Linked DNA regions of Mus musculus: all the other regions are linked to region 1. Evidence: chromatin contacts called from public Hi-C, HiChIP or PLAC-seq and promoter capture Hi-C data. All regions are on one chromosome and are shown on one strand. The core of a region is the stretch at or near the end of the contact, and the rest is flanking DNA. Distances in the headings are between cores, read along the strand shown. Region 1 holds the start of Fcho2 (FCH domain only 2). Region 2 holds the start of Marveld2 (MARVEL (membrane-associating) domain containing 2). Region 3 holds the start of Nsa2 (NSA2 ribosome biogenesis homolog). Region 4 holds the start of Smn1 (survival motor neuron 1). Region 5 holds the start of Bdp1 (B double prime 1, subunit of RNA polymerase III transcription initiation factor IIIB). Region 6 holds the start of Mccc2 (methylcrotonoyl-Coenzyme A carboxylase 2 (beta)).

Region 1 (4,002 bases), core at 698-3,197:
AGAGAGACAGACAGACAGAGAGATAGACACACACAGAGATATGGTCATTTAACGCCTAGAATTTCAGGATCCTTTCTTTCTTTTTTTTTGTTTGTTTTGTTTTGTTTTGTTTTGTTTTCAGGTTTATTACAACAGCTCCAATTGGTGTTTGAAATTCATCGCAACTGTAGGCTGAGTGACCTGAAGGTTAGAGAGACTGCCAAGTCCAGAAGCTTCGGCATCTCCTTGGTGTCAGGATCCACCTCAGTGATCTCTTGATCTAGGGCTGAGACCTCAGGAACATAATTCTCCTCTCTCTCTCTCTCTCTCCCTCTCCCTCTCCCTCTCCCTCTCCCTCTCCCTCTCCCTCTCCCTCTCCCTCTCCCTCTCCCTCTCCCTCTCCCTCTCTCTCTCTCTCTCTCTCTCTCTCTCTCTCTCTCGCTCTGCAGCTTGATAGAGATGCCTCTCATAGGACCTCTCTGAATCTACTTCATCAGATGGGTCACATAGCCAGCTATCTTGTTCCGAAGTTTCTAGCTGGGGATAATGGAGGTCTCCTCCCACAGGCGCTTGTTACTGTGGAAGCCATTACCCAGGTGTGTGTAGTACTTCTCGATGATGACCTGGGCCGCCTTCTTCACAGTCTTGGTGTGAACTCGGCCCATGTTGGCGGGTCTCAGTAAAAAAAGGAAACTCGGGGATCCTCTCTCGCACTAAGCCTGGTGATATTAGGAATCCAGTACCAGCCGCTTTTGCAGGGTGAGCTTTCTTACTCCTTTTGTTAGAATTTTCTTCTATCTTAAGCACCAAGGATAGCATAACTGGGCTGATGGTTTACAAAACAAAAGCAAATATTTATTTTAAATGGAAGAGTTAACATATACAAGAAAAACAAAAACAAACAAACAAAGGAGAGATTGCTCAGTGGTTATGAGTATTAATGCTCTTGGAGAGGACCCTGATTCAATTCCAAAGTCCACATGGTGATTCACAACTTTCTGTATCTTCAGTTTCAGAGGATCCCACACGCTCTTCTGGTCTTATTGGGCACTAGGCACACACATGGAATTCATACCTAACATGCAGGCAAATCACTCATACACATAGACCTTTTAAAATAGTATATGGAAATAGCATCTTTCCATCATTCAACTACTTGTATGGCCAATCTTGTTCCTCCTATACCCTAGTCTTCTGCCCTGCTTCCACCAAATACTCCTGAGCAGATGCTAGATGTCTTAGCTTTACGTGAATATTTCTGAAAGATATTCTTATAAAGGCACAACCTTTGTCTGGTTATCTTTTGCTATCGACTATATAAAAGATACATGAAAAGTGTTTACATACATCGTTTGGGGAGGCAAATAATTTCCTTTGAAGAAAGTGCTACATTGTCCATGTTTGAAAACGATCTTAGGACGTGCGGTGTTCATACTGTAGTTAAAACTACACTAAATCATCTCTGGAGCTTGACTTCCAACTTGCAGATCTTTGACTTAGCTTAATGAACTTGGGACCTCTAAAGTTTTTTAAACTTTTGGAAAGAAAGGCATGGCGAGGGATTTCTTTTCCCCATCAGGCCGAAGCATGTTAAAACTTGTGTCCTTTCCTCCTGGGTGTACAAACTGGTAAGATTACCACCATGGGCTTTGTGAACAGGCCTGGAAGAGTCGCGTTTCGGGTCACGCCTGCTCTCGGCAGGCGGTCCAGGCCGGCTGGCTCCCTTGTGACCGACTGCACTGCCTGAGTCTTGCAGGCGACACTGGGCGTTCCCTCCCTTTCCGGCCTTGGACAGTTTTGTTTTGGATCTTACTTCCCAGTCAAGGAGAGGCTCCCTGTTGACCAAAGGTTTCCCAGTCTCCTTGGGGTGGCCGGCTGCCAAGTTTCCTTAGTCCCAGTCTGCCAGGACCTGGGACTGCTGGAGATCCTAGAAGGCCAGGACGCTGGACGCGAGGGGGCGTGGCCCTATTAGCTCCGCCCCCCGGGCCTGCGGGTAGCTCGACTCCCGCCAGCCCCGGAGGCTCGCGCAGACTAAGCTCTGTACCATTCCTTGCGAACGCTCGGACCCGGACAGGCTGCGCGCACGCGCACTCGGGAGCGACAGTCAGGCTCTCGCCCCGTGGTGGCGGCGGCCGCGCCTGCCGCTAGGTGGCGCATGCGCCCTAGAGGGCGCGGGCGGTCTCTGGGAAGAAGGCGGCGGCGGCGAGAGGCGGGGGCGCCGTAGGGGCCGGTCCGTGTTTACACAGCGGCGGGCGGGTGCGGACGCGGAACCCGGCGCGGCGGCGGCGGCGGCGGCGGCGGCGGCAAGATGGTCATGGCGCATTTCGTGGAGAATTTCTGGGTGAGCGGAGGGTGTTGGGGACGCCGCGGGCTTCGGTTTCTCCCCGCGGCCTGCGTGCGCGGCGGGCGGCGGCTCCTCGGGCGGCCGAGCGAGAGTCCACGGCCCCGGGGTTGCCCGGCCGAGCTCCCGCGGGCCACGGCTCTCCGGCCACCCGCCTCCTCCGGGTTGGCCACTGCGCGCGGCGCCCGGGCTGGCAGCGCGGCCCGGGAGTCTCGGCGGGGACTCCAGAGGGCCGGCGGCGCCGGGCGGGGACAAAGCGCCGACGGGGCGTGCGTGCGCGGCGTCCGGCGCGGGGAGCCGGGCACCCGGCTGGTCGGCTTCCCGCGGCGCAGGCCCGGGACCCCACGCAGAGTCCGTGCAGGGCCGAGCGGGCTCGGCACTTCCTCTTGGCCGCGCGGCTGGGCTGGTGGGGGCTGCGCCCAGGACTTTGCCTTCAGGCCTGCTCACAAAGCCCGTGGAAGTTGGGTTTCGTGGACCTTCCTCGGGCTCCCCACACCCCTCTAGTCTCCTCGCCGTGTGATTTCGTGCAGTTGCTGTTAGCCGATCGTGGCAAGTACGCTTCTGCCATGAACAGGAAAGTTACGTGTTTACTCAGGTATCTTGGCCGAACTTGGGTTTTCGTGGCCCGACAGTTGCAAATACGGCACCACTTTCATTTAGGTAAGGTGTTGAAAGGAGTCAGCTTTCAGTCATGCCAGCTACTGCTAGCTGAGATTCTTAATTCAGTCTCAAGCACGGGCTTGAATACAATCAGTTCATGGTTATTTGTTTTGAATGTTAATTCGCTTTTCGCAATCATCTGTACTCGGTGGTGTTTTTAAAGAGCGGTTTTATGCATGCACTTAAAGTGTATACTGTGAAGAGTTCCTCATTGTTTTTTTGCAAACATCACCACAGTCAATTTTAGAACAATTTCATAACCTCAGAAAAAATCCCTTACCGGTTAGGAGTCATTCCCAGTTTGCCCCTTGTCTCGGTCCCTAGGCAACCGATCTGCTTCTACAGTTCCGTCCTTTCTGGACCCGGCTCTCTGATGACTATTTCACTTACCATAGTATTTTCAAAGGTAATCCACGAGATAATACATATTACTATTTCATTCCTTTTTATGATCAAATAATATTCCATTCCCTTTTTTACTTATCTATTCATTGGTGATGGATATTTGGTACCCATCGCAACGTCTCTTTTATTATGAGTAATATTGCAATGAACACTTTATACAAGTGTGTCAGAGCATGTGTTTTTCTTTGTAGAATGGAATTTACTGGATCACGTGTTTAACTCTATATTTGCACATGGTTAGCCAAAGGGCCAAGAAGCAGATGGAGTACTCTTTCAGTCAACTGCTAGACTGTTCCTCAGAGTGGCTACAGCATTGCACCGTGCTCTGCAGTGTCTCAGAGTAGATGTACACTCACTAACACTTGCTATCTTTTGTTACTATGAGGTGGACATGAAGTAGCAGCTTGTGCTCTTGATTTGCATTTTTCTGTGGCTAATGGTGTCAAACATTTTTTTCCCCATTTTAAGTATTTTTCTTTGGAAAACTGTAGACCCATTGTCAGTTTTAAAATTTGATTATTTTTATTGCCTTTTTGTTATTGAATCCTTTTCATAGTCTGAATAATCCTCCCAAACCTTGTGCCCTCACACTTATTTAAAGGCAGTTTCCTGGCCTT
Region 2 (4,002 bases), core at 592-3,091, 1.8 Mb before region 1:
ACCTGAGTTTGGTTCCTAGCACCCTTGCTTAGCAGTTATAACTGCCTTATAACTCAAGCTAGGCTGTCTAACTATAGACATAAAAAACAAAACAAAACCCTAAAGTACCCTTTTCTAGTTTAGAAGTAACAATAAAAAATAAAAATAATACAAAAAAGAATAGATTTGTTTTGAGACAAGGTCTCACTATGTAGTGGAGTCTAGACTCAAACTTCTCTTATCATAGCCTCCCAAGTGTATTATATTATAGGCCATACCACACAGCTGGACGAAGTTCATTGGTTTAGTTCCTTTTTGGAGACAGAGACCCTTTATGCAGTTTTGGCTGCTTAAACTCAGAGGTCCAGTGCCTGCCTTTGCCTCCTGAGTGTGGGATTAAAGGTGTGAGCACCATGCCCAGCTTTAGTTTCTATTTTAAAATTTCATATTTAGTTGGACAGTCAAGTCGACCCATTTGTGTTTCCTGAGATTTCTGTCTTATGCTCATTTTTTTTTCCTGATTTAAAAAATCTTTTTACTGGCTTAGGTGTAGATGAGTTGGAAAGTGTTTGTTTAGCATGCCCAAGGCTCTGGGTTCTATCCTCAGGACTACTAATATTATTTTTTTATTAGGTATTTTCTTCATTTACATTTCCAATGCTATCCCAAAAGCCCCCCCCATACCCTCTCCCCTTATGCTCATTTTTAATGTATACATATAAATATTAGTCTATAGGAACTCTGCTGAAGACAGTAACACTTTTGATAGCAGAAAGGACTTATTCACAGTTGGTCATTTGCCTTGTATTTTTTGTGTGTGAGTGGAAAGACCACTTAGTTCATAATTTCAAGGAGTTTTCTGTTTGGTTCCCACTGATGTCTTCGCTGTGACTCTGACAGGTTGAAAATGGAAGCCCTGACTGACCGAGAGCTGGGGCTGATAGACCCTGACAGTGGGGATGAGTCCCCGCACAGCGGAGGGCAGCCGGCTCAGGAAGCTCCCGGTGAACCCGCGCAGGCTGCTCAGAATGCCGACCCAGAGACCTGGTCCCTTCCGCTGAGTCAGAACAGCGGGAGCGATCTGCCTGCCAGCCAGCCTCAGCCCTTTTCCTCCAAAGTGGACATGGAAGAAGAGGAGGAGGAAGAGGAAGACATAATAATAGAGGACTATGACAGCGAGGAGACATAGAGAACAGCCTGCCAATCAGGTTGCTCCTTGAGAGATAAATTTTAGTCTATTCAGTGGTACTTGAACACGTCTCTGAAGGACAAGCAATTTGTTAATTGCTCAGTTCCTTATCGTATTCGTCACAGCAACTGACGACTGTCATCTTGAAGTAAAGCAGGTCTCAAGTACTCAGTGCTTAGTATTTATTTAGTCTTGTGAATGGTTTGAGGAGAAGTCACGGTGTGAAGTGTATGAATGTTGTACTAAATATCAAAATGTGAAGGAGTAATCCAGAATATACGGACTTTATGGGGTGTTGGAAATTTGATTTATAAAACAGTTTAGGATGCAATTATGAGTATAAATAAACCTTGTGCCTTACTTACAGTTTGCATCTAGCTTTTCGGATACCATTTTTGGTATGTTGTACAGTGGAATATTTTAGATACTTCTGGAAAGTATTTACATAATTTATATCAAAATTAAAAACGTTGGATTTCATCTTGTTCTTCTTATCCTTTAACATTACCTACCGCGCACTGTCTGCCTTGGGTCCAGGCAAGGCAAGTAGAGCAAATGTTCTAAAATGGGAAGGAGCTGGTAGCACCTATGCTATGCCTGCTTCCTGGCCTCAGCTAGGTGGCCAGGCGGGCGGGGCACTGCGGCTCGGCCACGCCCCGGGAGCTCGGTCCCAGTTTCGGTGCCCGCGGCAGAGCGTGCTGTTCCGGCGGCCGCGCAGGTGAGTGGGGCCGCGATGCGGCGACGGGACGCCGAGCCCGCGGGGTGGGCCTTTCGCCCTGGGCACACATCCCCGGAGCCGCCTCCCTCCCGCGGCCAGGCTGAAGCGGGAGCACGCGGGCGCGCCGGGCTCCGGGGGCGGCGTGGGCGGGTTTCGCTGCAGCGACAGGTGCGGCCGGCTGGACCGCCGCCGTCCTTCCGGGCGCCTGGTGGCGCCGCCCTCGCCACTTTCCCGGCTGGCCTGACCGAGACAACGGCCACCTTGGGGCGGAAGCCAGAGTGGATTTTCCAGAGAAGAAAGCGAAGGCGGGACACGCACCGGGTGGGTATAGTCGCGGTGCCGGGAGGCTAGATGGGGGACCCTGGCGGGATTGCTGGGTATCTGTCGGTCCGCTCGCGGCTGCAGCTCCGCTGCTCCCCCACCCCAAACCCCCAAGTATCTGTGGCGGTAGTCCACTTTCTGGAGGCAGCAAAACTTTAGAGGCAACTGAAGGGGCGATTGTGCGTGTGTGAAGGTGACCAGGCTCGATCCCCGTGACGCTCAGTGAACCATTTTTCTGGCCACAGCTGTGGCATTCCTAACTCCCTGGCTCCAAGCAAACAAAAGACCTGCGACCGAGCTAGGTGGAGCCCAGGGGGCTCAAGGACAACCTGTAAGGTTTTATCTGTATATTTAAGATGTGGTCAAATACCGCTGAAGATTCCTTGCTAGGTAGCACAGTTTGCTCTTCTACTAGTCTACACATTTTTGTGTTTTATTTAAATGATAAAGTGATGTAACTCAAACGAGCGGTTTTCCACAGGTGAAGATGAGTTGAATCCGTTACAGTGAGTCATACTTTTAGGAGTTAAATTAACCAGCGGGATGCCGCCGTGCAAACTATATACACCCTAAAGACCTCAAATCTCCTTCCGTTTATTTGTTGTGTTTTTGCTTCTACATTCTTAGGCATGTGTTAGATGTAAACGTTGTCTTTTTTAAAGAGCAAAGAGATAAAGACAAAAGGGCAAAGATAATTGCTGTTGTGCCGGCAGGTTTTATGTCAACTTGACACAAGTTACAGTCCTCTTAGAAGACCGAACCTCAGTTGAGAAAATTGCCCCCACTGAGTTGACCTGTGTGCGGGCAAACCTGTGGTCCATTTACTTGATTGGTGATTTACATCCGAGGGCCCAGGTCTCTATGAATGGTGCTGCCGCTGGTCCTGGATAATAAGAAAACAAACTTAGCAAGCCAAGAGGAGAAACCAGTAAGCAGCACTCCTCCATGGCCTCTGCATTAGCCCCTGCCTCCCGGTTCCTGCCCTGAGTTCTCTCAGTATCGCAGTGTGGCTTGAGTATTGTAAGTGAAAGTAAACCATTTCTCCCTAAGTTATGTGTTAATGGTGTTTTATCACAGCAGTAAAACCCTAAGACAGTTGTCATCTGGAAAGCTTCTGGTTTGCCTTGCACACCTTTCTGGGTGATCGTAGTTAATCCTCCAGACTTGGGGTGTCTAATTAGAGGACCCTGAAATTTCTTCCTGGACTCTTTCCTCTGTGTTCCATCTATTACAATGGTCCAACCTGTAGGGCATGACCCTCTCACAGGGATCCCCTGAGACCATTGGAAAACAGATATTTACATTATAGTTCGTAATGGTAGCAAAATTACAGTTATGAAGTAACAACAAAATAATTTTGTGGTGGTGGTGGGGGGGGTCACCACAACATGAGGAACTGTATTAAAGGATAGAAGCATTAAGAAGGCTGAAACCCACTGATCTGTTGGGTGGTTGTGTCTGGTCTGGTGACAGTCTCTTCTCTCTGGACAGGCTGCATCTCCACTTGGATTCCCTAAGGGACTGCTGAAACTCTTGTGAAATCTCCTATTCTCTGGGGATGGAGAAATGAATTTACCATAAAGCGATCAGATAGAAGTCTAGCATTTTTGTTTGTTTGTTTGTTTTATGTGGGTGTTTTGCCTGCATGTGTGTGCACCATATGTGTGCAGTGCTCATGGAAGCTGAAGAGCCTGTTAGATCATTTGGAACTAGAGTTACAGTTGGTTGCGAGCCTCCATAGGAGGCTGGGAATTGAACCCAGGTCCTCTGGAAGAGCAGCCATTGTCGCTAACCA
Region 3 (4,002 bases), core at 418-2,917, 1.7 Mb after region 1:
GTCTGAATGAGAATTAAACCCACATATTTAATAAAAAGTGTGTCTAAAATTGCTTTTGGAGTATTTGAACTAAAGCAGTGAACAACAACAACGACTGTGCTCACACAGACTCTAGCCAACTCAAGGGCTACTAGGGGGAGGGGCTGAAATATACAACATCCTACTGTCATCGATGTTGCAGAAAGGAAGGGAAATGGAGCAGTTATGGTGTCAAGGGAGGCTTCACTAAAACTGTGAAATTAAAACTAAAAAAAAAACTAAAGTAGGTAAGGGAGTCAATGTGGGAAGAGGGAGCATACTCTAGCTTGAGAAATTGCGTAATTTACTGCACCTGAAAATACACGAATGCTAATCAGCGCTAGCTCTGATTTAAACAAACAAACAAACAAAAACATTATACTATGGGGACTTAAATGATAGTTTGAAGCCCAGCGGTTGTGGTGCACATCTTTAATTTCAGCACTCTGGAGGCAGAGGCAGGCGGACCTTTGTTGAGTTTGAGGCCAGTCTTGTTTGCGAAGCAAGTTCCAGGACAGCCAGCTCTACACAGGGAAACACTATCTCGAAAACATCAAAAAAGGAAGGGATGTTTAAAAAAAAAAAAAAAAGCAACAGCTTGACTCCAAGTGCTAGGGCTTCTTGAGATGTACTTTTCAATTTTGGTAGTTCCAAATTGGAGCTAGTGAACTTCTGTGACTACAGTACAAGGATAAAACTGGGGACTGACGAGATGGCTCAGAGGTTAAGTTTGGCTGCCCTTCTAGAGGACCAGGTTCAATTCCCAGCAACCACTAGCCCCCCCAACCATCTTTTATGATTCAACACCCTGTTCTGGCCTCGGAGGGCACCAGGTACGCACTACACATTTAAAAAAAAAAATAATAAGGGCTGGTGAGATGGCTCAGTGGGTAAGAGCACCCGACTGCTCTTCCGAAGGTCAGGAGTTCAAATCCCAGCAACCACATGGTGGCTCACAACCATCCGATCACGATATCTGACTCCCTCTTCTGGAGTGTCTGAAGACAGCTACAGTGTACTTACATATAATAAATAAATAAATCTTAAAAAAAAAATAATAATAATAAGGTGGAAAAACCACACAGATTTCTAAAAGGTAAAAACTGCCCTTAATTACACAGGATTTCTCAAGAGCTTAGGGGGAAAGTCCTGGGCGTCCACAAAAACCAAGTACCTTTTGCTTTCCTGGCCTGGCCAGTAGTTTTATTTTCCATATAACATATCTCAACCAATTGTGCATCCGCTAGCAACAGGAGAGACAGAAACAGACTAACAAATCAGTCGCCCTCCATAATGGATGAAGCAACACGTCCGTGACCCGGCAGACGGGGCCCGGAGGCCGGGGAGTGCTCGTCTGGAACCCGCTGTCAGTAGCAGCTACGAGGTCAGCAGTGGCAGACCAGCAAGACCGCGGCACGCACAGGGCGCCTGGCTGGTTCTGCTAGTGTCCGCCGGGGAGTAAGAGAGGAACCGGCAACACGGTACCACATCCCACCACCTCAGACACCCTCATACCCGCAGAAGGAACCCGCGGATCTCCCAGCTTACAAAAGCTCCATAAGCACCTTCCGCCCTCTAAGCAGTTCCGGTGGCGTCTCAGCTAAAATTCTCCTGCTGTCAATTTCCGCCCATCTGCCTAGGAACGGAAAGACGTCACGGAACTGCTGTGCGGCGCTTGCGCTCCACTCGGCCTTCTTAAAGGACTACCCTTTCCCGTCCTGGGCTGAACGAGGCAGGCTCGTGGACCAGTGACATCCAGAAATTAAGAGTTTTTTGAGACCCGGGAGGTCGCGGACCGGTGCTCCGCGGCTGTCATCATGGTAAGGAGGCCTCCTCGGACGCGGGCGACGAAGGGCCTGGGGTTAGCGTGGTTGGGCTGTCGGGGAGAGAGGACCGTGGTAGGCGGAACTGAGATGCCTTGGCGTGAGATGCAGCTTCTGGACCCGGAACACAAATCTTGGGATGAGACAAGAGTTCACTATAAAAGTCCTGATCTTGCTACCGTGGCGTCAGTGCCAACCTAATGGAATGCAGTTGAGACTTGTGATAATAACTTTATAGTCGCATCACACCGTTTTAATGCTCAGTATACTATATTCTTTGCAAAAAGCCAAACAGCGAATGAGTTGCGGAACAAAACATTCTCTTTATATATGAATTACCAGACCTGCCATTCTCATTATACTGGATGTTTCTCTTCAAAGTGGAATGCCATAAACCTTCTTTGTAGTTGCTGCAAAGTTTATGTGATAGCAGTTGAAAACAACACCCATAAGGGTTTTGTTACCTAGTTTTAATCTCTGAGCTGGGTTTTGTGCCTGTTTGTTTATTAGGTTGGTTGGTTTTGAGGGTTCAAATCTAACTAGATGCTGACTACAGTTTCATTGTTAACAATGAAACAATTTAAAACACAAATGGGATCCCATATAGTACTGACAACATGCAAAATAATACACCAACTTTGGAAGATAACACAGCAGTAGACAGTTTCCAAGCAAAGGTCTGAATTCATCTATATTTATTACAACTTTATTCCTAATCACCAATGGAAAAAAATGAACAGTCCAGATATACATCATATGGTAAATGGATAAAGAAATGAGTTTATATCCACACACTGGGATATGGCCAAGTGCTATAAAGTACTTAAGAGCTGGTAGACATAAATGGATATATTCTAGTTAAAAAAAGCCAGATGCAAAAGGATGTGTGTCCTGTAGATTCTACTCACTGGGCAGAGTAAACCATACAAATATAAGGTTGAAGATGGGAAAAGAAGACCTTAGAGTAGCACAAAGGAACATTCTGGGGTGGAAAAATCAATATGCCATCTTGAATATAATGGATACAGAAATTTATGATTGGGCAGGAATTACAACTACACACCCACAACTAAAATTGGCAAATCTTGTTTTATGTAAATTGTGTTTTAGAAAAATAACATTCTTTTTTTTTTTTTTTTTTTTTGGTTTTTCGAGACAGGGTTTCTCTTTTAGCTCTGGCTGTCCTGGAACTCACTCTGTAGACCAGGCTGGCCTCGAACTCAGAAATCCGCCTGCCTCTGCCTCCCGAGTGCTGGGATTAAAGGCGTGCGCCACCACGTCCGATTGAAAAATAACATTCTTTTTGGTTTTTCGAGACAGGGTTTCTCTGTGTAGCCCTGGCTGTCCTGGAACTCACTCTGTAGACCAGGCTGGCCTCCAACTCAGAAATCCGCCTGCCTCTGCCTCCCAAGTGCTGGGATTAAAGGTGTGTGCCACCACTGCCCGGCAAAATAACATTTTCTAATTTAAAAAGACCTGAAAGTAATTTACCTTATTATCTAAAGTAAAAAAAAAAGCATTAAATCCTGTAGTAATCTTATGTTTTTAGTAGATTTTGAATAAATACCTTCATTAAATAGTAGCTTTCCCTGAGAGTCATGCAGGTGTAAGCACATGAATACTGTCCAAGATAAAAATATATTTCACTTCATCATATTAAAGTCTTCGAATAGGGCTGGAAAGATGGCTCAGCGGTAAGAGCACTGACTGCTCCTCTGAAGGTCCTGAGTTCAAATGTCAGCAACCGCATGGTGGCTCACGACCACCTGTAATGAGATCTGATGCCTTCTTCTGATGCTTATGTATAATAATGAATAAATCTTTGGGCCAGAGCGAGCAGGGACTGAGCGAGTGGGGCTGACCCAGAGCAAGTAGAGGTCCTAAAAATTCAATTCCCAACAACCACCTGAAGGCTCACGACCATCTGTACTGCTACAGTGTATTCACATACATAAAACAAATAAATAAATCCTTTAAAAAAATCTTAAAATAATCGTGTCAATACTTGAAAAAATTAAAGTAACATTTCTTGAATTATTACAGCCACAAAATGAATATATTGAATTGCACCGCAAACGATACGGATATCGTTTGGACTACCATGAGAAAAAGAGAAAGAAAGAAGGTCGGGAGGCCCATGAACGTTCAAAGAAGGCAAAAA
Region 4 (4,002 bases), core at 504-3,003, 1.3 Mb before region 1:
CCAAATGTCAGAATCATCACTCTGAAGAGGGAGAAAAAATAAAAAATAAGTTATAGATAGATGTGCTTAATAAAAAACAGATAATAGGAAGTACTGGGGAAGTAGCTCAAAGTCCCTAGATCAACCCCCAGCAATGCCTACAGCCCAGACACTCAGAGTGTGTGTTACAGGCAGATACATTTCTAGAAAGTCACCACGCACGAACACAGAGATCCTAGCACCTAAGAAAGCCTCAATGTACTCAGTAGAAGCAGAGGACTGCCAAGGCAAAACTGGTCTGGGCTATAGTGGGTTCCCAGACAGCATAGACTACAACATAAAACTCTATCCCAACAAACAAACAAGCACACCAACAAACAAAAACAAAACCATGAACTACAAATTAAAATGGCTCATATCTATAATCTACAATCCCAATATCCCGGAGCTGGAGACAGTAGGGTTGCCAAGAGCTCCAGGCCAGTCTAGCATATTGAATTCCAGGCCAATTTAGGTTATGGAATGTGTCCCTGATTCAAATGGGGGCGGGAGGGGGGGCTGAGACGGGGCAATCTCCTTGAGTTTGATGCCAGCCTGGCTTACATGGAGAGTTCCAAGTCTCCTAAGGCTACCCTGTGAGACCTGTCTCAAAACAACAAAACAGCAACAAGAAAGAAGCTGCAATCAATAAGATTACCCCTGAGATTGTAAACATGACCCATCACCCTGGGCATGAAGAAGTTACCACGATGACAAATTAGCACAGGAACCTTGTGGTTTTAAGGAGAGAACCAGACCGCCAGGGCTCCCCTGAGGACAAAGGGCAAAGCTTTATTCAGAATAGGAATTGCTGGGCTGTCCCCCAAAGAAGGAAATGCAGCACTGCCCAAAGCTGCCCAGAATTCTCTTCTCCCACCCCAAGCCCCAAGCAGAAATCAGTTGCCATACCATAAGACGACCGAGGTCCTAATGTTTTAAACTTCGTTAGATGGAGTATGTTGTTTCCCAGGCTAGACTCAACTTCACATTCCTGCCTCAGGAGCTGGGACTGATCACATGCACAGTCCACCAACTTGGCTCTGATTTGCCCTCGTACTTACCAGTGTTTATCTTACTTCTACAGTCTCCCTGTAATTTAGGCTGGTCCGGAATTCACGCTGTAACCGAGGATCTTGAACTCCCGACCCTCCGGCCCCCATCTCCCAAGTGTTTGTGCATGTAATTATGCGTGCACCACCAACCCTGCCTCGGATCTGCTGTCGTATACATTTGAATGCAATGCAGTCAATAGCAACTTTCAACTACTCCGGGCAACTTTAGTTATCCCTCTCTCTCAAACTTTATCAACTGTTGTTTGCAACACTTGGTCTTTCCGGTTACAAAACTGGATCCAGAAAACCAGCATTTTAGTCTAAAGTCCCTGTGAACATCTTCATCCTGACCTAAATCTGGAGCTTTCCAATGGCTCCTATCTGGTTGCCTTGCTTCAGCCAGCCTGTCCCCGTTCCTGCACATCCCCTCACAGTCACACAGGACCAAAGCGTGGCTCACAGCCTCGCCGGCGCCCGAGCTGCACCAGGAGCCGCCTGCGGATGTGGCCCGAGCTCGCACCGCCTCGGTCTCGGGCAGCGCTCCGAGTGCTAGCGCCGAGCCGCGACCTCACCTGGCCGGTGCCACGCCGGAACAGCACCGTATCTTCCTGCTCGGAGCCCGCTCCGCCACTGCCCATCGCCATGGCCTGCTACCACGGACGCTGCCGGGCTCACTCAATGACGACTTCCGTCATGGGGCTTCTGGGACCGGAAGAGTACGGTGGCCCGGAGGCAGCCAGAGACCTCCTACACGCTTCCAACTCACTCCTCCCACATCTGTCTTTTCTCTTTCTCCCCTCCACCTGTCTTCTAGTTCTTTTTTTTTTTTTTAACCTTTCCCTCTGTTTTCTTCCAATTTATTTTCCTCCCTCCAGCCCTTTTCTTTTCATTTTTCAAGTCAGCCTCGCTATATAGCCTAGGCTGGCCTTTGCTACCTCAGCTTCCCGAGTTTGGGATGAACCTTCACAATAAGGGCATCCTGTGTTTGCTGGTTCTTGATGCACACACCAATTATTAGACGATGGGTTGGTATCGGGCCTTTTGCAGTGTTAGGTGTCTGTTTTGTAATGGGCCCAAGGTTGAGGTAAGGGGAGTCGACCATTTCCTTCATCTGGCATATCTGGTAAATTCCTGAGTCTGATTTTCCTGATAGAATTTCGATATCCCATGTGCCACCATAGTTTTGATTTATCCCAATAAATTTACAGATTGACTCAGGAATAAGCCACCTATCAGCCTGTAGAAAACAAACAAAAAACTAGATAAGTCCTGGCAGATGGTGCTATTTCTGGTGTACCCAGAGGTTTCAGTCACCTCCCTCAAGATGGAGTCAGAAGCTGCTTGTAGGGTGGAGTTTCCAGAGGCAAGCAGGTATGAGTTGGGGCCAGCCTGGTCTACATACGAAGTTCCAGGCCAGTCAGAGGTTTGCAGCGAGCCCCTGTCTCAAACTATGATGGACTCTCCCAGGGCAGGGCACAGCCTGGCAAAACCCACTGTTTTCTACAATTTAGGGGATCTTGGAATAGGGCATAGACAATAGGGCATCCCAAAAGCGCCCAGTGAGATTTGTGGGTTCTTGTGTTCCAGGATTTAACAAAATAAAATTGGACCAGGGGCACACTGATAGTGATGTGGGTGTAGATCGTTTGTTAAGAGAATGTTCCCAGCTGCGGACATGGACAGAGTATCTGGGAAACACATCCTACTGAGCTGGTAAAAGGCAGAGTGCCTTAGCTAAATTAGGGGATATTTACCCAACAGAACACTGAAACAATGTCTCAAAACCACAAAAACCTGCAATTTAAAAAAATGAGGAGGCGGTGACATCTTCGGCTCCAGAAAACCGGCCACCTTCCTGGCCAAAGCAACACAGCTTCTGGGAAAGATCCTGTTTTGGGCCTTCATCTTCAGCCAGGAGGAGGTCCAAACACCAGATAACTGTGCACCTTCCCTAAAAGAGGAGAGCTTGCCTGCAGAGACTGCTCTGACCACTGAAACTCAGAGGAGAGAGCTAGTCTCCCACGTCTGCTAGTAGAGGGTAACAAAATCAACAGAGGAACAATCTCTAAACAAAGACAACTATAACAACTAACTCCAGAGATAGCCAGATGGCGAAAGGTAAACGTAAGAATCCTACTAACAGGAACCAAGACCACTCACCATCATCAGAACCCAGCACTCCCACTTCGCCCAGTCCAGGGCATCCTAACACACCTGAAAAGGTAGACCTGGATTTAAAAGCATTTCACATGATGATGGTAGAGGACATAAAGAAGGAATTTAATAACTCACTTAAAGAAATACAGGAGAACACTGCTAAAGAGTTACAAGTCCTTAAAGAAAAACAGGAAAACACAACCAAACAGGTAGAAGTCCTTATAGAAAAACCGGAAAACACATCCAAACAGGTGATAGAAATGAACAAAACCATACTAGACCTAAAAAGGGAAGTAGACACAATAAAGAAAACCCAAAGTGAGGCAACGCTGAAGATAGAAACCCTAGGAAAGAAATCTGGAACCATAGATGCCAGCATCAGCAACAGAATACAAGAGATGGAAGAGAGAATCTCAGGTGCAGAAGATTCCATAGAGAACATCGGCACAACAATCAAAGAAAATGGAAAATGCAAAAAGATCTTAACTCAAAACATCCAGGAAATCCAGGACACAATGAGAAGACCAAACCTACGGATAATAGGAGTGGATGAGAATGAAGATTTTCAACTCAAAGGACCAGCAAACATCTTCAACAAAATTATTGAAGAAAACTTCCCAAATCTAAAGAAAGAGATGACCATGAACATACAAGAAGCCTACAGAACTCCAAATAGACTGGACCAGAAAAGAAATTCCTCCCGACACATAATAATCAGAACATCAAATGCACTAAATAAAGATAGAATACTAAAAGCAGTAAGGGAAAAAGGTCA
Region 5 (4,002 bases), core at 859-3,358, 1.3 Mb before region 1:
ACCTACAGAGTGGCTCACAACCATCTATAACATCAGTACAGGGGAATCTGATGCTGTCTTCTCATCGTCCTAAGGCCCCCACTGCCAGGCACGTGCATGGTGCACATGCATGCATGTAAACTTACTCATACATATAAAAATAAATACATCTATAAAACACAATAAAATGTTCATAAAATAAATTTTTTGCTTTATGCCTTTACGAGTAGGGAATTAAATCTTAATCATTTTGATTTCCTTATCTACAAAGTTGTGACATCTTGGATTTTTAGGTAGAACACAGGATTATGAAAAGGCCTTGCATAAGAGCTTGCTGTAGAAAGCTGTATGTCCCAGCAGTGACTACAAGATTCTTTGAGGTATCTTTAGCATGGTATTATTTCTCAAATACTTATTTATTAATGAAGTCTTGATCTGTAACTTTAGCTGGCTTGGAACTAGCTATTTAGAACAGGCTGTTTTCAAACTCATGTAGTTCCCCTGTCTCAGCCTTGGCCTCTGGAGTGATGAAATTACAAGCATGTGCTATTATTACTCCTGGCATTTTGAGATGTCGTGAGCATCTACATCTATTTGATGCTCAGTACTAAACTGCACTCCCACCTTCTTCAGGTTTCCTGTGTTTGTTCTCTCTCTCTCTCTCTCTCTCTCTCTCTCTCTCTCTCTCTCTCTCTCTTCTGAAAAGGTTTCATGTAGCAGAGGCTGGTTTGCAATCTGATACCTATTTTCCTTGTCAAGTTGCCCTACTGCCAGTACCGCAGGACTCTTCCATCACCCTTGAAATCTCATCATATTTAATATATTCTTGTTGATCTTGTTCATTTATTTTGTATTTTCTCCTCTGTAACATACAATGTCTTATTTATTGCTCCGTTGATATCTCTGGAAGCAATAAATTTTGCAACATTCGTGTGCAAAATGTGGAGTATAATCATTTTTGACAGTTTTTATTTTAAAGTGTACAAAAGCCCATATAGTGGATGTCCTGTGAAGTGTTTCATGGCTTCTCTTTGCGATTTCCTCACACAGAATTTCAACCTTTTTTTTTACTCAATTAAAAATTTCTTGGCGGAGGTTGGGGGTTGGACAGATGGCTCAGTAGATCCATTTCCTGCTCTTCCAGTAGGTCCTAGTTTTGGTTCCCAGCACCAGCATCAGGAGTCTGATAACTACCTGTAACTTTTCAGTCTCCCGCAAACTCGCTCTCTCCATACTCATAGTTAAAACTTTTTTTTTTCCTAGCAGGGTATGGTAGCCTATACATACCTGTAATCTCAACATTGAGCCCGTGCAGGCAGGAGGATCAAGAGTTGAAGGGCAGCCTTAGCTATAAGAGGCCCTGTCTCAAAAACCCTAAAACAAACAGGTTCTATGCTCTGGGGATGCACTGGTGCTAAGGCACTACTCTCATACTATTTTATCTTATTGTAATTTTGAGGTAAGTCTTGTCAGATAGTCCAGGGCTCGGAACTTGTGACCTCTTTATTTCGGTTTCTCCAGTGCTGGGATTGCAGGCACGCACCACCATGCTCTGCATTCTTGCACACTTTGACTCTTCTCGAAAACTCCTTAATAGTTCATAAAAGATTCAGTTAAGTAGGTTGGGGATGGACGTTCCATGGCAGTGTGCATGCCGAGAATGCAGGGTTTGTGAGGGATCCTGGGTTCAAACCCTAGCACCACTGGCGAGAAATTAAAAGTTTGAGCCGGGCAGGCAGGGGTGGCGCACGCTTTTAATCCCAGCACTTGGGAGGCAGAGGTAGGCAGATTTCTGAGTTCGAGGCCAGCCTGGTCGACAGAGTGAGTTCCAGGACAGCCAGGGCTACACAGAGAAACCCTGTCTCGAAACGGCCCCCCCCCCAAAAAAAAAAAAAAAAAAGTTTGACCTGGAGGATTCAGCTGCTTCCGCTCTCTCTTTTCAACAACTCCCAAGGTCTTACAAAGGAAAGAATATCTGTCTTCGAATCAAAAAAAAAAAAAAAAAAAAAAATCTCTGGTTTACAGGTAACCGAAGCTACAGAGCGTTGCAGTTGCTATGGCTCCCGGCGCCCGGAGTCTGACGTCATCGTCGGCGCCGAATGATTACGCATTGCTTCCGGCGCCTTTCGCGAGCCGGGACGCGGGGAGGAGAAACTTAGCTTTTAGTGTGGCAGGGTCATGAAGAGGAGGCGGTGGCGGGAGAGCGGAGGAGGCGGAGGGGGCGCAAAACTGCGGTAGCCAGCGCTGGACTGGTGGTTGTGGACGTGTGGGAGGGTGAGAGTGTCAGCCTGCGGGCAGCGGCCGGGGCTCTGGGCTGAGCGCGGCCGCGGAGCCGCCGCTCTCGGCCCCCTGGCTCCGCCATGTTCCGCAGGGCACGCCTTAGCGTGAAGCCAAATGTCAGGCCTGGTGTAGGGACCAGGGGCTCCGCCGCTCCCAATCCCCAGCGTGGACCAGAGGCTCCCAGGCCTCCGGAGCCTGCCACCGAGTCAGCTCCGAAGCCAGCGGAGCCCACAGATGTGCCTGCAGTGGATTCCGGGGGAGCAGAACCCCAGGAACAGGCTCCCGGGAGCAGGTAAGGTCTTCTATCAAGCTGAGCTGTTGGATTTTTACCACGGAGCACCTCTCCTGCAACAAGCTTTTGATTTGAGCTGGATGAAACCACTTCTAGTTGTAGTTTTATTCCGTGATCTGAGGGTGCGACTACTATGACTCTGTCACGATCTTAAGATTCCCGAGGAGACAGTGTCTTGCCTTATCTTACAGAGATGGGAATCCAGGCTTAAGGATTTTGAAGTCAAGAATGTAGACGCACCATCACTTGGAAATTTAATTAATTGTCCTGGAGTACTTTACACTGAAAGCACTTTGGGATTTTCATTTTGTGGATATTTATTTTTGAAAGGAGAGCACCAGTGCTGATTTTTTTTCCTCCCTCCACGCGGTGATGCGGTTGAACCCAAGGCCTCATGGAGTGTTAGGTAAACGCCCTGCCCCTGAGTCAAAGGGAAGAGGCTTAGGTTACTTATTTTGGTTCGAGTGCATACTTCTTTATTGTAACTACGTTTCCTGAATCAAGACGCCTGGCTTTAGTGACAAATACCACATTTGAATTTAGGACGCTCCTACTTAGCTTAGCAAGTTTAAGTAGGTTGTTCTCAGAGAAAATTTGTTCCTGGTGTCAAGTTAGTACCTCCTTTAGGACAATATTGTGAGATCAGATAGGATTACATAAACTGCCTTACATGCCACATGGTAGAATAGTTCCCCCAAATTTACTAAAAAAAAAAATTTGATTACTTTCAAAAAAAGGTGATGAGACCGAGTATGGTGTCACAACTTTAGTCCTAGCAATAGGGAGGCAGAGGCCACCCTGCTTTAGGACAGTCAGCCCCATAGTGAGAACCCGTCTCAAAAAACAAAACAGTGGAGAAAGGTGATGGTACAAATTAAATATGTGACGGGTTAATATGGTGACTGTAGTGTTTTATAATATACAGAGGAAAAAGCCAGTAAGTAATCACATTAAGTGACAGGGAGATGGTACAATTTATGTTTGCATAGTAACAGCATTTCTTCTGTTAATCAGAGTTTGTGCTGTGTGTTATTTTGGCATTCCAATTATGCACCATGATTTCAACATTTTTTTTTTTAAACTTGGATCTGTTTGAAAATTTTCTGCTTAGAATAGAAATACCAGTATTGGTCACTGCTCCAAATTTGGAAAATTTTGTTAACTATATAGGAAGGCATAATGATTGATATTTTATAAATTCCCATAGGCCATAGTCCTGAGACATGCTTGAGAATATTTTAGTTGACAATTAGAGTACATCATATACTATGCATATAAACTATATGTGTGAATGTGTATATACATACACACATATAGTTTGTCTGTTTGGGGGGGACAAGATTTAACTATGTAGCTTTGACTTGCTGGAAGTCTCTTACCTCCTGAGTGCTGGCATTAAAAGCATGAGCCACCAGGCCCACCAAGTTTTTTGTTGTTGTTTTTAAGGTAGA
Region 6 (4,002 bases), core at 943-3,442, 1.2 Mb before region 1:
GAATTGAGGGTAGTGAACCCCTGTCTCCAAAGAAAAAAGAAAGGAGAGAATGAGGGAGGGGGGAGAGAGGAAGGAGAGAGAGAGACATCCATAGTATAGCTGGAAGAATTCTTGATGCTTATGAAGGGGTTCTATGTTTGAAGTTTTGTTTCCTTTCATCCTTTAATGAATTTTTATATATAACAATGCAAGATAGTTTGTTCCTTCCTCCCCTACACACAAGCTTTGTTTTCTATATAAGGAAAGAAATTGAAGCTTTAGTCTCAGGAATAAAAAAAACAATTTTGACTTCTCTCCTCAGCTACGTGTCTCTATGCTCTTAAGCCACCCTCTCACAAGCATGGGTCAGGTGATGTGGGCAGTTTGTAAAAGACCTCAGCTGTAAGGGCCTTTTTCCTGGCCTCTGGGCAACTGCACTCAGGTGCATATGTGTGTACAGTCCCTCGGGCATACACATCATTACAAGTACACTTTAACACCCTAACACTTCAATCCCAAGTATTCAGCCTAGCCTACAAACATGGGCACCATTACACAGACTCAGCAGCCCGCGTCGTGTAGTTATTCCCACCCGTGTATATATTTAAGGAATAAGCCATGAATTTGAGAGGCACCTGGATAGCAGTGGGAACTCTCGGGACCGGTAGGAGGGTCAAAGGTAAACAGTTTTAACTAAGTGAAAAGCAGAGGAAACATTTTGGGCACTTTTGCTTAGTCCACACTGCCTGCACACTCACTGTGTAGCCCGGGCTAAGGTTGAGCTGCTGATCCTCTTAATTGACCTTTTGAGTGCTGGAGTTGCTAGGAAATTATTTTCTTTTAGCCTCGTTGCCAGGAATAAATGTTTCGTTCAGCTCAAATGCTCTGCTTTGGTTTGTTTTCTTTTACATTTCTTGGATGCCATGTGAATCTTTAAGTTATTTTCCACATTACAAGATCTTATTTGGGGTCGGCTTGTAGCAAGATAGAATGCTTATGTCATGGTGAACTCACTTTGATTTGACTTAGGCCTTCGTTTTTCTTAGATTTTAAAAAAGCTGGCCATTTCTGGAGCTAGGGAGGGCTCAGTGGGTAAAAGCACTGGGTTGAGCAGGGGCAGAAGGATCAGAGGTTTCTAGCTGCACACCTCGCTGCAAGTTCAGTGAGAGACTTGGTTTCAAAGGAATAAGGCAGAGTAATGGCTTGATACTGACATTCTCCAGCTTCCATGTGTCCATGTGTGCTTCTGTACACACACCGTACCCACGTCTGTACACACAAAGTGCCACTCCTTCTAAATTAGCACCATTTAATATAGTAGGCATGTTTCACCTACTCTCTCTCTCCTCTGTGTGCATGTGCGCGCGCGCACACACACACACACCTAGAGCCTTTTGCATTCTAGGCAAGCGTTCTACCACTCAGCCCAACACTATTTGTATGATGACATTGTCTTCAAGATTCATGTTAAAACAGTTGGTTTCAGACAATGTCTCATTTTGTTGCCCACCCTAGCCTCTAAATTCTTCACTTAGTAGTCTGTGGACTCTTCACTTAGTAAGCTACAGAAACTTTGACAAGCCTTCTATCAATTGGTTTACCATAGTTTTCTGTGGGTCGGGCTTCTTTCTTGAAGCTGCAGAGTGGTAGAGTCTATGGTCCCCAAGGGAGACAGAGCGACCAAGCCTGGCTCCCATCTTAGTTATGTGTTTCTACCCAATCTGGCTTTTATTCGGGTGCTATTCTCCTACAGCATCTTTCCTCCTAGGGCACAGCCGACCCTCTCCTTAGCCTGTTCATCTTTCTGATGCTCCTGGCGCTTTTACTTTGCTCATGCTGTAGTAACACGTAAGCATTCAATAAAGTGTGCGAGTCAAAACAAAACAAAACAACACTAAGGCACTTCGCAGAGTGTTTTTAATCCTTATTGGTGTGAAGATCCCAGTACTGATGTCTACAATCTGTCACATTCTAAAAATGATCAGGTGTGCTGAAGCTCTGCAGTACATGGGCTAGAGGCGGGTGCATGCTTGTGACAAACGCTTCGGCAGGACAGCAGCCACTTATCTGTTCGCTCTACTCGGCCCAGTGTTCCTGGGCTCGCGATGGAACCTGGACTCGCGCAGCTGCTCTTCTGCGCCTCATTGGCGGAGTAGAGAGGCGTGGCGCGCAGCGCCGACCAATTGGAGGTGGTCTGCGATGGCACGTGTGCGGGGCTGGCCTGGGAGCTGATGGACCAGGGCTGGTGCTGCAAGGACTCTGGAGGAGCAGCCCCCAGGAGCTGCAGAACCGAGCTGCAGGGCCGCTCTCTTTCTCTTTTGGGTGTTTGCCATCGCCATGTGGGGCGCGCTGAGGTCAGCTCTGCGACCGTGCTGTCGGGCTGCTGTACCCCCGCAGCGTGCCTATCACGGGGACTCAGTGGCCCGACTGGGCACCCAGCCTGACTCGGCCTCCTCCACCTACCAGGTAGGTTGAGCGAGCGTCCTGGAGGCCTGTTCGCCTTCCTGCCCCGGAGTCATCGGAGGCCAGAGGGTGGGCATGCTTGGATCTCTGCTGTTCTTTCCTTTGCAGCTTCAGGCGTCATTCTGGGACTCAGTAGGGTCCTGTGAAGTTTGCAGAAGGAAGTCGTTCCAGTGAGATTTTAGTTCACTTTTAGGACTGGTACTGGCATTTTGTGTCACTCAAATCAGTGGTTCTCAAAACCCCACAAAGCATTGTCGCTTGGACAACTTACAAATGCCCGAGACCGGTTTGGCAACTTTGTAATCACGAAGTTGTGGTCCTCGTGTTTGCATGGCTGGGTATATTCTTTAGCGGTCTTGTGGCAGCCACCTTTAGGAACTACCATAGCACGATAGTTTACACTCTTCCGCTTAATAGTTATATTAACAATACACAGCTCACAATGTCTTTACATAGCTTTTCTTGGGACTGAGTGGCTTCCCCTGGCCAAAGAAGCAACTCATAATTTGTGAAGTATCAAAGCTGGAACATTTAAATCTGTTTCATGGCCTCTACAGATAACGTCTGAATTATTCATAGAACCAGCAGTTATTTGCCAGGGAAGAAGTTAACTTAGTTAAGCACTAAGTTGTTTGTGCGGTATTTTAAGTATTTGGCCTGGATGTGTAGGAATGAAAGTCATTTGGGGCTGGGAAACGTTAACTAGAAATCAGATAGCTGTGCGGCTGTGTGGTAAGAGGTGTCCTAGCCCTGAAGGGCTGAAGGCACCTAGAGCACACAGAGCAGAAGCAGGTGGATCTTTGTGAGGTTCGGTCCACCTTGATCAACAAAGCCAGTTCCTGGACAGCCAAAGTTACAAAATAACTTCTCAAAAAAACTACCACCACCACTACAACAAAATACAACTACTATATACTAATTGTACAAAGTAATAAATACACTTCACTATATGTACATACATGACTCTCTTATCTCCTCTCCACTCTTTTGCTGTCTCCTTTTCTCTTTCCAAGTAGTCCTTATACTTTCATGTCCCTAAATTGTACATCTAACCTAGATTCTGCATGTGAGAGAAAATGTGGTATTTGTTTCCCTGCCTCCCTACTGTGATGATCTCTAGTTCCAACCATTTCCTTGAACATAGCTATTTTATTATTTTTAGGACTATCTTGTTTAGTTTTGACAGTTTCATACAGAAATACAGTGTATCTTTTTGTCTGTTTTGAGGCAGGGATTTTTATTTTCCTGAGTAGCCCTGGCTGTCCTGGCTTTGTAGATCAGCTCTGTAGACCAAGCTGAGCATGGTCATCACCTGCCTCTGCTTCTGTGGTTTAAGGCGTGTGCTACCACGCCCAGCTGGTGTATCTCGATGTTATCTGTTCCCAGTTCCCCTTCCCAGTCTCCCTAGACACTTCCCAATGTGTCCCTCCCTCCCACCTACCTTCCCATATCCTTCTAATACCTTTTAATACCACCTTAAAAACTAGCTGAGTCCTATTGTTGCTAATTGCTACAATGTTGACTGATCGTTGGCTTGGTCTTGTGCGGGTCTTGTTTAGG

What was found. Promoter capture Hi-C pulls out the DNA fragments that hold promoters and counts their contacts. Hi-C and Micro-C count contacts between places; a contact is called where the count stands out from the background. HiChIP or PLAC-seq counts read pairs in DNA pulled down with a chosen protein or histone mark. Capture Hi-C pulls out chosen DNA fragments and counts their contacts.
Region 2: a contact with region 1 is called in an HNF4G HiChIP or PLAC-seq map of pancreatic cancer cells. The contact joins the promoter of Marveld2 here to the promoter of Fcho2 in region 1. A contact is called at or near these places in 2 of 39 promoter capture datasets (liver and pre-B cells) and 3 of 115 datasets of contacts at active chromatin or transcription factors (astrocytes, microglia and pancreatic cancer cells).
Region 3: a promoter capture Hi-C map of hippocampal neurons shows a contact between it and region 1, with 2.4 times the contacts expected there. The contact joins the promoter of Nsa2 here to the promoter of Fcho2 in region 1. A contact is called at or near these places in 2 of 39 promoter capture datasets (hippocampal neurons and pre-B cells) and 1 of 9 other capture datasets (adipose tissue).
Region 4: a Hi-C map of B cells shows a contact between it and region 1, with 6 read pairs. The contact joins the promoter of Smn1 here to the promoter of Fcho2 in region 1. A contact is called at or near these places in 2 of 39 promoter capture datasets (the C10 cell line and neutrophils) and 1 of 484 Hi-C or Micro-C datasets (B cells).
Region 5: a promoter capture Hi-C map of liver shows a contact between it and region 1, with 7 times the contacts expected there. The contact joins the promoter of Bdp1 here to the promoter of Fcho2 in region 1. A contact is called at or near these places in 8 of 39 promoter capture datasets (the C10 cell line, cranial neural crest, hippocampal neurons and 4 more), 1 of 484 Hi-C or Micro-C datasets (B cells), 5 of 115 datasets of contacts at active chromatin or transcription factors (astrocytes, embryonic forebrain, extraembryonic endoderm stem cells and 2 more) and 3 of 9 other capture datasets (adipose tissue, liver and pancreatic islet).
Region 6: a contact with region 1 is called in a promoter capture Hi-C map of liver, with 3 times the contacts expected there. The contact joins the promoter of Mccc2 here to the promoter of Fcho2 in region 1. A contact is called at or near these places in 5 of 39 promoter capture datasets (HPC-7-derived erythroid cells, embryonic stem cells, hippocampal neurons and 2 more), 2 of 115 datasets of contacts at active chromatin or transcription factors (embryonic limb bud and embryonic stem cells) and 2 of 9 other capture datasets (adipose tissue and liver).

The regions. Positions count from the first base shown.
Region 1 is chr13:98,813,394-98,817,395 of GRCm38.p6, reverse strand. Fcho2 (FCH domain only 2) reads left to right here and starts at 1,947. Exons shown (of 26, transcript NM_172591.3): 1 at 1,947-2,320. The coding sequence starts at 2,288. It overlaps Gm34995 (a long non-coding RNA gene), which reads right to left and starts at 1,415. Exons shown (of 3, transcript XR_382806.4): 1 at 1,327-1,415. It also overlaps the pseudogene Gm18134.
Region 2 is chr13:100,614,810-100,618,811 of GRCm38.p6, reverse strand. Marveld2 (MARVEL (membrane-associating) domain containing 2) reads left to right here and starts at 1,841. Exons shown (of 7, transcript NM_001038602.4): 1 at 1,841-1,886. Rad17 (RAD17 checkpoint clamp loader component) reads left to right here. Exons shown (of 17, transcript NM_001044371.2): 17 at 880-1,648. The coding sequence ends at 1,168.
Region 3 is chr13:97,135,591-97,139,592 of GRCm38.p6, reverse strand. It overlaps Nsa2 (NSA2 ribosome biogenesis homolog), which reads left to right and starts at 1,667. Exons shown (of 6, transcript NM_021552.5): 1 at 1,667-1,838; 2 at 3,885-4,002. The coding sequence starts at 1,836. Gfm2 (G elongation factor, mitochondrial 2) reads right to left here and starts at 1,656. Exons shown (of 21, transcript NM_177266.5): 1 at 1,534-1,656.
Region 4 is chr13:100,122,606-100,126,607 of GRCm38.p6, reverse strand. Smn1 (survival motor neuron 1) reads right to left here and starts at 1,753. Exons shown (of 9, transcript NM_011420.2): 1 at 1,643-1,753; 2 at 1-21. The coding sequence starts at 1,714.
Region 5 is chr13:100,102,176-100,106,177 of GRCm38.p6, reverse strand. It overlaps Bdp1 (B double prime 1, subunit of RNA polymerase III transcription initiation factor IIIB), which reads left to right and starts at 2,108. Exons shown (of 39, transcript NM_001081061.1): 1 at 2,108-2,551. The coding sequence starts at 2,340.
Region 6 is chr13:100,013,829-100,017,830 of GRCm38.p6, reverse strand. It overlaps Mccc2 (methylcrotonoyl-Coenzyme A carboxylase 2 (beta)), which reads left to right and starts at 2,192. Exons shown (of 17, transcript NM_030026.2): 1 at 2,192-2,445. The coding sequence starts at 2,317.